Regions from separate parts of the Sus scrofa genome. Here region 1 is linked to region 2. Evidence: chromatin contacts called from public Hi-C data. All regions are on one chromosome and are shown on one strand. The core of a region is the stretch at or near the end of the contact, and the rest is flanking DNA. Distances in the headings are between cores, read along the strand shown. Region 1 holds the start of NCEH1 (neutral cholesterol ester hydrolase 1). Region 2 overlaps NCEH1 (neutral cholesterol ester hydrolase 1).

Region 1 (5,475 bases), core at 448-2,947, 48 kb before region 2:
CTTTAGAGTTATATGCTTAGCTAGTTATAAAAAAAAAGAGATATAAAATTATGATCTCAAATTGAATGCTTGAAACATCATTGAAGTATACCCTTCATGTAAATGTTTTCTTCCTGGGAGTTCCTATCGTGGCTCAGCGAAAACAAAACTGACTAGGATCCATGAGGATAATAGATTCTATCCCTGGCCTTGAGGATTAAGGATCCAGAGTTGCCGTGAGCTGTGATGTAGGTCACAGAGGCGGTGTTGCTGTGGCTGTGGTGTAAGCCAGAGGGTACAGCTCCGATTTGACTCCTAATCTGGGAACTTCCATATGCTATGGTGTGGCCTCAAAAGACAAAATAAAATTAATGTTTTCTGGAGTTCCCATCGTGGCTCAGTGGTTAACAAATCTGACTGGGAACCATGAGGTTGCGGGGTCGATCCCTGCCCTTGCTCAGTGGGTTAGGGATCTGGCATTGCTGTGAGCTGTGGTGTAGGTTGCAGACGTGACTCAGATCGCATGTTGCTGTGGCTCTGGTGTAGGCCGGTGGCTACAGCTCCGATTCGACCCCTAGCCTGGGAACCTCCATGTGCCGCAGGAGCGGCCCAAGAAATGGAAGAAAGACAATAAATAAATAAATAAAATAAAATTAATGTTTTCTTCCAAACTTTGAATGGTAAACCAACTTTCTCCCAATAATTTCTTCAGTCCCAAATTATTTCACTGATTTGAATTTAAATTTAAATTACTATATCACAGTGCAAAATTATAGGTACCAAGTGTTTTAAGGCCTTGATCAGTAAGTTTGGAGTTATTCTCTAACCACCTCCTTAAAACTGTTCTCCAGTTTTTTCCTTCTGGATCCTTACTTGTAATTCTGCTCATGAAGTTCTCTCACATTCTATATCCACCCTTCTCCCCTATCTTTAATAGGAAATCTGGATTCAAATTCTTTTTTGCTTCCATGGACCCACTGAAAGAATTTTTTCACATGTTATTTCCCCATTTATTTATATTAGTGTAGACTCCTGAATATTTATTGTATTCACTTATTATAATCTATTATTATTTATTTTGATGATAAAAATTGCCCCAGCTTTAGCCATTGGGAGATCCTTCAAGATGCCGCAAGTGTCCATTTGACTAGTTCCCATCTTTTTTTAGCACCTTCTCTTCCAGAACAACATATTCATCCTATACTTTCCCTGTCCCAGCCCTGTAATCAGCCTTTTCTCTGGCCAAGAGTCGTGATTCCTTCTATTAGAGAATAAGATCTGGAAACCAGGATTTGGGTGCTAGTTGTACAAGTGGCTTATAGCTTGAGCTATACAAATTTATTATATTATTTTCCCCCACAAATCAGCTAGAGTTTACATTCCCTTGAAAATGTTTGTAGAAGACAGTGAATTTTTATTATCTTTCTCATATCAGACTCCATTTTGAGTCAGAATGGCCTGCGTGCTTTGGACAGACATAAACTCATCACACCGAAACTATTCTGGGCATGTTTCCCTTTGGGAATCTTCAGGAAGAAATCCTTGGTCACAGGCGTGCAGTACCGGCCTATGTCCTCCAGAGTCCGCTGTGCTACACCCAGCACAGCCCCAGAGCTTTCTCAAACCTGCATCCTCTACAATACTTTGCAAGGACACCTCTTTGCGTAGAGGGGGCGCGTCAGCTCTCTGACTTCCTCCCGACGCCGCCTCTGATAGGCTTCTGGGCAAATAAGAAACCAGTGAATGAGCTGCAGGCCTTTAGAAAAACTTGCCTCAGGCCCTTGGGTGGATTGCCCTTTTCTCCTTGTCAGCCGGGCGGGATAGCCAAGCCGGTAGAGGATGAAGTCGTCTTGTGTCCTGCTTACCGCCCTGGTGGCGCTGGCCGCCTATTACGTCTATATCCCCCTGCCTAGCTCCGTGTCCGATCCCTGGAAGCTGAGGCTGCTGGACGCCGCTTTCCGGAGCGCACAGCAAGTGGTGAGACGCAGCACATCGCTGATTCTCTCTCCCTCCTCTTAAGCAGTATTTAAAGGGGGAAACAGAATTTCCAGACTTTGTCCCACGAGAATTTGTATTTTTCTAACGCGATGAGGCAGTTGCTTTTTAAGGTGGTTCAGGCCGGCATTTTCAGGGTGTCGCATTCCCCTCCTTGCTAGCAGCGGGCTGGATCTGTGTCTCTTCGTCTGTGTTGGGAACGGACAAGGTGAAGTTCTGGAATAGAATTTGACTCCTGTTTAATACTTCGTCTTTTCTAAATGTCTCCATTCTTTCTGGGTTTGCAGCGCCAAAAACCAGTTTTACAGCATTTTATAAACCACCCCTTCCCCATTTCTGTTCACCCGTAGGGGGCGGCGGACAGTGAGTTAAGTGTTTTATTAGGAAGGTTCTGGGAAAAACAGTCACTGGTTACTGGGAATGCGGCCACCTTAAAAGCCGACTTGGGCAAGGGCGATCTCCCAGCATCCTGGCAATGGAGCCCTCCATTACCAGGGGCAGCAGGCAAGGCTCCTCCAAACACTTGGGGAACAACACAGATCTAGCATTTCATGCGTGGCACTCATAAGCCCAGCCCAGGAAAGGAGGCTAAGAGGCCTGGCTGGCTGGCTGGAGGCCAGATTTGTGGAGGTGGTAGCAGCAGGTGTTTGCATAATGCATTTGTTTTCTGCCTACCCTGAAACGTTTAGTTTATGTCCTTGACTGTAGAGGAAATAACCTTTGCCTGAGCCAGGATACCTTGGCTTACCCTGGCATGATCACATTTCTCTCTACTATATCATGGGTGTGTATTTCTTTAACTCCATAGACAGGAAAATGTAACTTTCTGGTTTATTCTATGTCAGAGACATTGTTAGTGCCAGAAATCCAAACTCTAAACTACAATCTGTAGTCAAGGCTTAGCCCTATAATTGAACAGTATTTCTGAGCAGCCTACTCTATCTAAACTTTTAACCCTCCTCCAAAACCAAGTCTCCTCCCTTCCCCCAACCTTGGGCTTTGGTCTTAGATTATTTTTGTAAACTCCTTTCAAGAATGACAACTAGAGGAGTTCTCTTTGTGGCTCAGTGGTTAATGAATCTGATTAGGAACCATGAGGTTGTGGGTTGATCCCTGGCCTTGCTCAGTGGATTAAGGATCTGGCGTTGCCATGAGCTGTGGTGTAGGTCACAGATGCAGCTCAAATCCTGCTTTGCTGTGGCTGTGGCGTAGGCCGGCAGCTACAGCTCTGATTGGACCCCTATCCTGGGAACCTCCATATGCTGCGGGTTCGGCCCTAGAAAAGGTAAAAAGCCAAAAAAAAAAAAAAAAGGAAAAGAAAAGAATGACAACTAGAGAAGGAGAAAAAAAAAACATGATTTTCTTAGAGGGTTAATTTTCTTTTTCCACAATTATTCTAATTGTAGGATTATATAGTCTCTGAGGCCTTGACCAATCAAAGAGCCCCTTAACTAGGATATCATAGCACATTCCTAGGAGGACTTTGCTTTTCTTGAATCCAGCCACATTTTCCACTTCCAAGTCCCCTCTTGTCTCTTAGGAAGGGTCTATGAGGCTCTAGAGCCTCTTCCTTTCCTCCTTCTTACTATGATGTTAACATGGTGGAGGAATGACCATCCTCTTCTCTGGCAGTGATTCCAAGGAAAGCGATCTTCATGCAGGAAGCCCTACAATTACTCTCTTCTTCCAGAAATTATGTAACTGGTCAGTAACACCCTTTAAAGATTCTGGGGTACAGTTATATCTATCTGGGAGTCTTTGGCCTTCTACAATAAAAAGAATAATGACTAATAAGAATAAGAAAAAAAAGAAAAAGAAAAAGAATCAAACTACCATGTGGCCACAAAGATTATTCTTACTTTTATGGTCACCGAAGAAATCCCTATCATAATTTGGGAAAAGCCAGGTTTGGAAAAAAAGGCTTTCTTCCCCAGTGAAGCAGGTCTTTGGACTGGATGGCCCTCTGCAGAATGTGCCTTCAGCTGGCATTTGGAAATGATATTGTTTGTAATGCCAGGTCATAGAGATATAAGGTAACAGAGTGTCCTCACTTGACACTGTGGCTGGGGGGTGTGGTTGGGGATTGCACAGAAGTGGCTCTCATCAGTTGTCTTATGAATTGTAAAATGTCAGAAAGATCATTCACACCACAAGGAAGCATATTCCACCCAGGAAAGCTATTTACCAATGTCACTTCAAATTGTCCTGGGGAAAAGGCAACGTGGCTTGACACTTGTTAGTAAATAAAGCATGACTGTTAAAGTTAGATTCATGCCTCCCTGAATCCCATCTCAGCCAGGCCACTTAGTGGCTGTAAGACCAGGCTATTTAATAACCTTCTCTGATCCTCAGTTTTCCTTGTAAAATTGGGCTAATAGCTACCTTTTAAGAGTGCTGGAACTGGTTGTAGTTCTTCTTCTAAGTGTTGTCCCAAAGGGCCACTACAGATTGTGGGGAAAACCTACAGTATTGCCCAACTTTGTTGAAACAATAAGACAAATGTAAACTAGATATAGTTTATGTCATTGAAACTTGGGATGGTACCACTAAATTGTATGGCATAAAGTTTGTTGTCCAAATCATTTTAGTTTGAGTTGATTGGTTCAATTACAAAAGCTGCTTCAAAGGTAAGGCTTGGCCTACTTCCTAACACTGCAGGCACCTGCCTAGCATCAAGAAATGTGGGTGCTACTTTTATTCTCTTTGTTTAGCAAATGCTTCACCCCTCGCTGCCCCTGTATTATCTCCTTTATCTTGTTCAGATGAGTCAGATTATTAAGATTATGTTCCTTGTACTTTTCTTCCTTGGAGTTCTCCAATATTACTTAAGAAAAAGCAACCTGGGATCTTTCTTAAGTCATCTCAAACACAGATGCTATGTTGGAGTCACCTAGGGAACTTTCAAAAATCCTAATGCCCAAGTCATACAACATACCAAATTTATTCAGAATCTCTGAGAGGTAAGTCCCAGCAGCAGTATTTTTATTTATTTATTTATTTATTTATTATTATTATTTTTTAATTAATTTATTTTTTGTCTTTTTGCCTTTTCTTGGGCCGCTCCTGTGGCATATGGAGTTTCCCAGGCGAGGGGTCTAATTGGAGCTGAAGCCACCAGTCTACGCCAGAGCCACAGCAACGCGGGATCCAAGCCGTGTCTTCAATCTACACCGCAGCTCACAGCAACGCCAGATCCTTAACTCACTGAGCAAGGCCAGGGACAGAACCCGCAACCTCATGGTTCCTAGTCGGATTCATTAACCACTGTGCCACGACTGGAACTCTAGCAGTATTTTTAAAAGTTCCCAAGGTGTGGAGTTCCCATCATGGTTCAGTGGAAACAAATCAGACTAGTTTCTGTGAGGACTCAGGTTTAATCCCTGGCCTTGCTCAGCCGGTTAAGGATCTGGCATTGCCATGAGCTGGGGTACAGCTCACAGACGTGGCTTGGATCCTACATTGCTGTGGCTGTGGTGTAGGCCAGCAGCGGTAGCTCCAATT
Region 2 (6,108 bases), core at 2,129-4,628:
AACCAAGAATTATGATGAACTGTGTACAACATTGGCTGAGGAACTGAATGCTGTCATTGTCTCCATTGAGTAAGTAATGAATAGTAGTCCTAGAAAAAAATGTAAGAAGGGATCCTAGGTAACCATCTAGTTACTTTATTTTCTATATAAGTAGTAGAGTGTAAAATAAAAGTCCAGAGTGACATTCCCAAAGTCACAGAAAATGATTTCCAGTTTAACCTAGAATTTTCTGAGCTAGCTTTGTAACACTTCACAGTATCTTTTTATGTTAGTTCTGGAAACATCTAGAAAAGGAATGAACAGAAATTGAGAGAAATATACAATTAGTTATCTACAGTATATAGTTTGATTACTTGAGATTACTATGATTTTTAAATCTAACAATCAGCATTTTAGGAGAATCTCACTTATAACCAGGAGTTGGAAAAGTTATTCTCCTGGAGTCAGGTTCTGTAACTCAGACCTTGTGAATAGTAATGTTTTCAACCAGTGTTAGTTGATGTAGCTCTTATTATCATTATTACTATGAGTATTAATATCAGTATTTGGAGTTGTTTCTGCCCATTCTATAGTAGCTATTTTTCTGGGAAATTAGGAAGAATGTGAATAATGACTATAACAATTGCAGTGATGGTAATATATAAAAATCATGGTACCTACTCCGTGGCAGGCATTGTGCAGGTGCTATAATGAACATTGTCTCTCCTCCTTCAGATCTTTGCTCAAATATCATTCTCTCAACAGCACTTCCTTGACCCGTACTTAAAACTGCAGTCCATTTTTCTTCTGCTTCATTTTCTCCAGAATTGTCATCAACATCCAGCAGGCCATATATTTAACTTATTATATTGTATTGGGTAGAAATAGACAATATAAGTTACATGAAGGTAGAGTTTTAGGGATTTTTGTCGGTTCTGTTCATAGCTGTCATCAGTGTTTGGCAATGTCCCTAGCTGATAGTGGACATTTGTGATATTATGATCTGTAAGAAATATATATTTGGTCATTCAGATGACAAACTCTATTTTTTGCATATACTTGGTCTTTGTCCAAAGTCCTTGGCTCACAGCTCCCCCAAATCCTTGAAATTTCCTAAGTCTCCAGAGTGTTAAAAGTGCTTTTTGTTATGTAAATGAGGTGACTTTTAGAAGTGCCTAAGGATGGGGGGCTGATTGCCAGGAGAACCAACCCTGTGATTAGAGGGTTGGAACTTTTCTGCCTCCTGACCTCCAGGGAGGGGAGAGGGCTTGGAGGTTGAATCAGCCGCTAATGGCTAGTGATGAAGCCATCATGACTCTGTAATGAAGCCTGCACAAAACCCCGAAGGACAGGGTATGGAGAGCTTCCACTTGGTGAACATGTGTAGACTTGGGGAGAGTAGCACTGGAGCAGGCATTGACCGTCCATGCCTCTTCCCACATACCTTGCCCTCCACATCCCTTCCATCTGACTGTTCCTGAATTGTATCCTTTTATAACAGATCAGTAATGTAGTAAGTAAAATGTTTCCCTGAGTTCTGTGAACTGCTCTAGCAAATTAATTGAACCTGAGGAGGAGGTTGTGGGAAGCTCCGATTTCTAGCCAGGTGGTCAAAAGTACAGGTAACAACCTGGACTTGGGATTGGCACCCTGAGTTGGAGGGGATTGTTGGAAATTTAGCAATCTATAGCCAGTTAGTGAGAAGCAAGTGATAACCTGACCTTCGGACTGATATCTGAAGTTGAGGGGTCCTATAGTTTTGTAGGACTGAACCCTTAATCTGTGGAATCTGATGATATTTCTAGGTAGAGATTGTCAGAAATGAGTTGAAATATAGGACACCCAGCTGGTGTCTGGATCATTGCTTGCTGGAGGTTGGAATTTAGTCTCAGAACACCAAAAGAGCATTTAATTAGTATTTACAGAATGAGTAAATGAATGGAGAATCTTGTTTAATTCTCATATAAAATCGCCAATATAAATATTTTGATAATGGAGTTCCCGTAGTGGCTCAGTGGTTAGCAAATCTGACTAGGAACCATGAGGTTGCAGGTTCGATCCCTGGCCTCGCTCAGTGGGTTATGGATCTGGTATTGTCGTGAGCTGTGGTGTAGGTCACAGATGTGGCTCGGATCCCATGTTGCTGTGGCTGTGGAGTAGGCCAGCAGCTGTGGCTCTGATTGGACCCCTAGCCTGGGAACCTCCATATGCCATGGGTGCGGCCCTAAAAAAAAAAAAAAAAGACAAAAAAAAATTTTGATATTTTCCTCATAAATGAGGAAATTGAGAACCCAAAGGTTAAGTGAGCTGCCTGAGGTCACATGGCTAGTTAGTCACATAGATAGAGTGGGGAATTGAGCTAGGTGGAATTGCTCCCCAGTTCACTATGCCTCTTTGACTCAGTGTCAAACTAATATTGAGGGAAGCTAAGGATGCTGAGTGACAGGGTTATGGCAATATCACCCACTTTCCATGCCCCAAGCTTATCCAGCTGTCCCCTTCCCTCTGTGCTCCCATTCATAGCTCATCTTGTCCTTGCCCCTACTCCATATCTGAGACCTAAGAGAATTCTTGCTTCTCTTGGAAAGGCTGGCTCCTCTGACTCTGTGAACAGGACCTTTGGAATCAGAGTGGTGCTGGGGCTGCCTCCTCAGCAGATTTGGTTCTGGGAAGCTCTGGACAGCTCCCAGGCTGCCCTGAATCCTCAGCTGGGCCTCCCTGATCACTCAAGGGCCCTTGGTGCAATTTTGTAATGCAGGGACCTTCAAGCAAATGATTGTATCATCTGGCTAGGCAGTTGGCCAGAGGAAGGCAGGGGTTGTTTAAGTAGCTGAACCCCATTATGGAGCAAGGCTCTGTAGCTGGGTGCTGGTGAACCAGCCTCATGGCCTCTTCAGTGGTTTCCTGTGTAGCTCCAGCTCTTCCCAGGCCCAAGAAAAGGAGGCAGGGTAGACTTGCTTTATTGGCACCATGAGGATTCTCCACACAAACCTTATCCTCCAGGGCTAATCTAAGCAACTGACAACATGCTTAACTCTTCTTGCATGCCCTTCTCCACCTGTCAACACCTGTCTCCAGTTAAACAGGTGTTATTTTAAGTCTAGGCTTATCATAAAACAGGATTTCTTTTTTAAACAAAGTGTTTAATTAATTAATTAATTAATTTAGCCCTACCTGAGGCATGCAGAAGTTGTGGGGCCAGGGATCAAACCCTTGCCACAGCAGTGCCAACACCAGGTCCTTAACCTTCTGAGCCACCAGGAAACTCTAAAACAGGGTGTTTTTAAGGATATATTTTTAAAAGGGGCCTGCTTTTATCTTCACTCCCCACTGTGCAAATCTATTCACCGTAGCATCCAGTATATCAGCAGATTAGCATCATAGCAGTGGGCATGTACCATTACTCAAGGCTGTATAATCTCAGATAAGTCATTTAACCCCATGTGCAAAGGAAGGGTTAGGAATCCCTCCCTACTGGGAACAGAAATCATATCTTCTTTCCTTTGGGTCCCCAGCACCTGGGTATAAGGCTTGAACATGTGTGTTAAATAAGTATATTTTGAGTTGGGTTAATGACTTCAAAGAGTTGTTATGAGAATCATTTTGAACATTTGAGATAAAAGGGCTTCAGGTACTCTAAAGCACTAGACAAGTCTGGAGGATTAGTGCTCTAGACTATAGAATAGAAGAAAGGTCCAACTTACAAATTTGTTTATCATCTGTGTATTTGGAACTCACAGTACTTTTTTTTTTTGCAGAAATAATGATAAGGTGATTAGGATCCATCTGGGCCAGCCAGCCCACAAAGAGCTACATCACTCATGCTTTAGTTGAGGTACAGCCAATGTCATATAGTCATATAGTTTCTGCTCTCATGCAGTTTACAGTCCAGATGAGACAGCAAACCTTGAACAAGCAATGCTGAGTGTGACAGGTGATGTGAAGTAGAAAGGGTAGTAATAACAGAGGCATCTAATAGGTAAGAACTTACCTAGTTTGAAGGCTCAGAATTGAGGTTTGAATTGAACTCCTAAGAAAGAGCACAACCAAGTTAGACAGAGTGAGTTGGTCATGGATGTCCAAAAGGGTGTAATGAGAGGGCTTGGGAGGAAGGGAGGAGGCAGAGAGCACTAAGCTCTGCTCTCCCTTCTGAATGACTGGTAGTCAAAGCTATCTCAAGGGCCAGTTTTGAGAGTAGAAACAGAAGGGAATCCCCTTCCAGGCTTTATGCACAGATCTCATTGGACAAATGTAAAGGGAAACAAACATCCATTCACGACAATTCCACTTTTATGCAATTTTACTGTGTGTTCTTTTTTTTTTTTCTTTTTGTCTTTTTGTCTTTTTTCTAGGGCTCCACCCATGGCATATGGAGGTTCCCAGGCTAGGGGTCTAATCAGAGCTGTGGTCACTGGCCTATGCCAGAGCCACAGCAACACAGGATCCGAGCCGCGTCTGTGACCTATGCCACAGCTCACGGCAATGCCGGATCCTTAACCCACTGAGCAAGTCCAGGGATCGAACCCGCAACCTCATGGTTCCTAGTCAGATTCATTAACCACTGAACCATGACGGGAACTCCTGCTGTATGTTCTTTTAATGGAAAGGAAGCTTCTACCTGCTAGAGGAATGAATAGGTTCTTCCTCTGGGGTTGTCTCCCTCAAATAGCACAATACGAATGTAATTGTTGATTTGTTTCAGGTTACCCCTACTGAACCTGTGGGTTCTTTAAGACTGAGGAGAATATTAACCTTAAAAATGTTCATTAGGTGAATCTCCTGAGCTCTTCTTGGGAGATGGTGAAAAAGAAAAAAAAGAAAAAAAAAAAAAAAAAAAAGGCCGGAAAAGAAATGTTGATTTTTTCTCACTCCTGAATCAAATAGAAGTGTAATGTCATTTCAGAATATCACATATATCTTTCACCTAACTTCTGGCAATAATGAAGGAAAGTAAGAAATAAGGATAGATGATCCTGAGAGCCTTCAGGGAGGTTTGTGGATCCTTGGTTCTCCTGGAATTACCTCTCCTACAGCTGCTCCTCAGGCTTATCCTCAAGGTCAACAGGAGTGGGTAGTGGTCATGGCTTTGCGACATGTGGGGTGTAATATATATTATGTAATGTAATAATAGATTCTACATAACCACAGAGTCATATATAATCTGAGGAAGCTGGGTGGGCAAAGGTTGGGCCAGTCCTGGTAATAGAGTCACTTCATGTGAAACAACATCAGGAGCTGTAACTCCTGAGTTCATGTCACTGGTGTTGACTCAAGATTCTGGGACAGATCCATTACCAACATCCAATAAGTAGACAAAGATGCAAGGTATAAAAATAGGCCGTAATTTCTCTTCAGCAGCTTCTGCAACATGATGAGACACTTAAATATTAATTGCACAATACATATTTGTTAAATATATGAAAGAATTCATTTTACAATACCCAAGATACATGGATATATCCTCATTTACATAATCTGGGAAGGTCGTTTATATTCATAAGCTTGTTTTCATAAACTTCAGTGCAGTTTAGCTCTTCTTTACCTGTAGTTTATACAAATATACTAGAACCATAAGACTTCAGGGAAAAGGAAGATTTAATTTATTTTTTTCAAAGATAAAATGCCAATGTACAGCATGGGAAATATAGTCAAAAATATTGTATTAACTATGTATGGTGACAATGGTAACTAAACTTATTGTGGTGATCATTTCATAATGTATACAAATGTTGAATCACTAGGTTGTGCACCTGAAACTAATATAATATTATATGGCAATTATACTTAAATTACAAAAAAATAAAATGCAAGGTAATTACAAAGGAAGCATGTTGGATATTATAAAATTCTACAAGGCACTTACGTTGCTTTTTTGTTTGAGAAAAATGGTTTCGAGTTGTGTTTTGCTTTTAATCAAGTCTTTACTGTACCCATAAACTCTCCATTTTGTGTAGATGGAGACTTGTTCCCATCCACCAAATGTCAGGTGACACTCTACACAGAGAACTTAAAACAGGACAGAGCTGTAAAGAAGATCATTGTTCACATAGATAGAATAGAAGCCAGAGCACACATTTCGGACTACTGCTAACAGAGTTATAAGCCTTGGGACTTCTATACCTCTGTCTT

Evidence for each region. Hi-C and Micro-C count contacts between places; a contact is called where the count stands out from the background.
Region 1: a Hi-C map of fetal liver shows a contact between it and region 2, with 3 times the contacts expected there. The contact joins the promoter of NCEH1 here to the enhancer-like site in region 2. A contact is called at or near these places in 2 of 5 promoter capture datasets (fetal liver and liver), 30 of 47 Hi-C or Micro-C datasets (adipocytes, adipose tissue, alveolar macrophages and 16 more) and 2 of 2 datasets of contacts at active chromatin or transcription factors (alveolar macrophages and skeletal muscle).

What each region holds. Positions count from the first base shown.
Region 1 is chr13:111,203,507-111,208,981 of Sscrofa11.1, reverse strand. It overlaps NCEH1 (neutral cholesterol ester hydrolase 1), which reads left to right and starts at 1,697. Exons shown (of 5, transcript NM_001243484.1): 1 at 1,697-1,956. The coding sequence starts at 1,819.
Region 2 is chr13:111,156,896-111,163,003 of Sscrofa11.1, reverse strand. It overlaps NCEH1 (neutral cholesterol ester hydrolase 1), which reads left to right. Exons shown (of 5, transcript NM_001243484.1): 3 at 1-69. Among named protein-coding and RNA genes, the nearest start is that of NCEH1, 47 kb to the left of the region's middle. Within about 2 kb of position 3,378, at least 1 of the 83 cell types and tissues checked has an H3K27ac peak or open chromatin away from gene starts, as enhancers often do. A contact at or near this core is called in fetal liver, where this site is marked.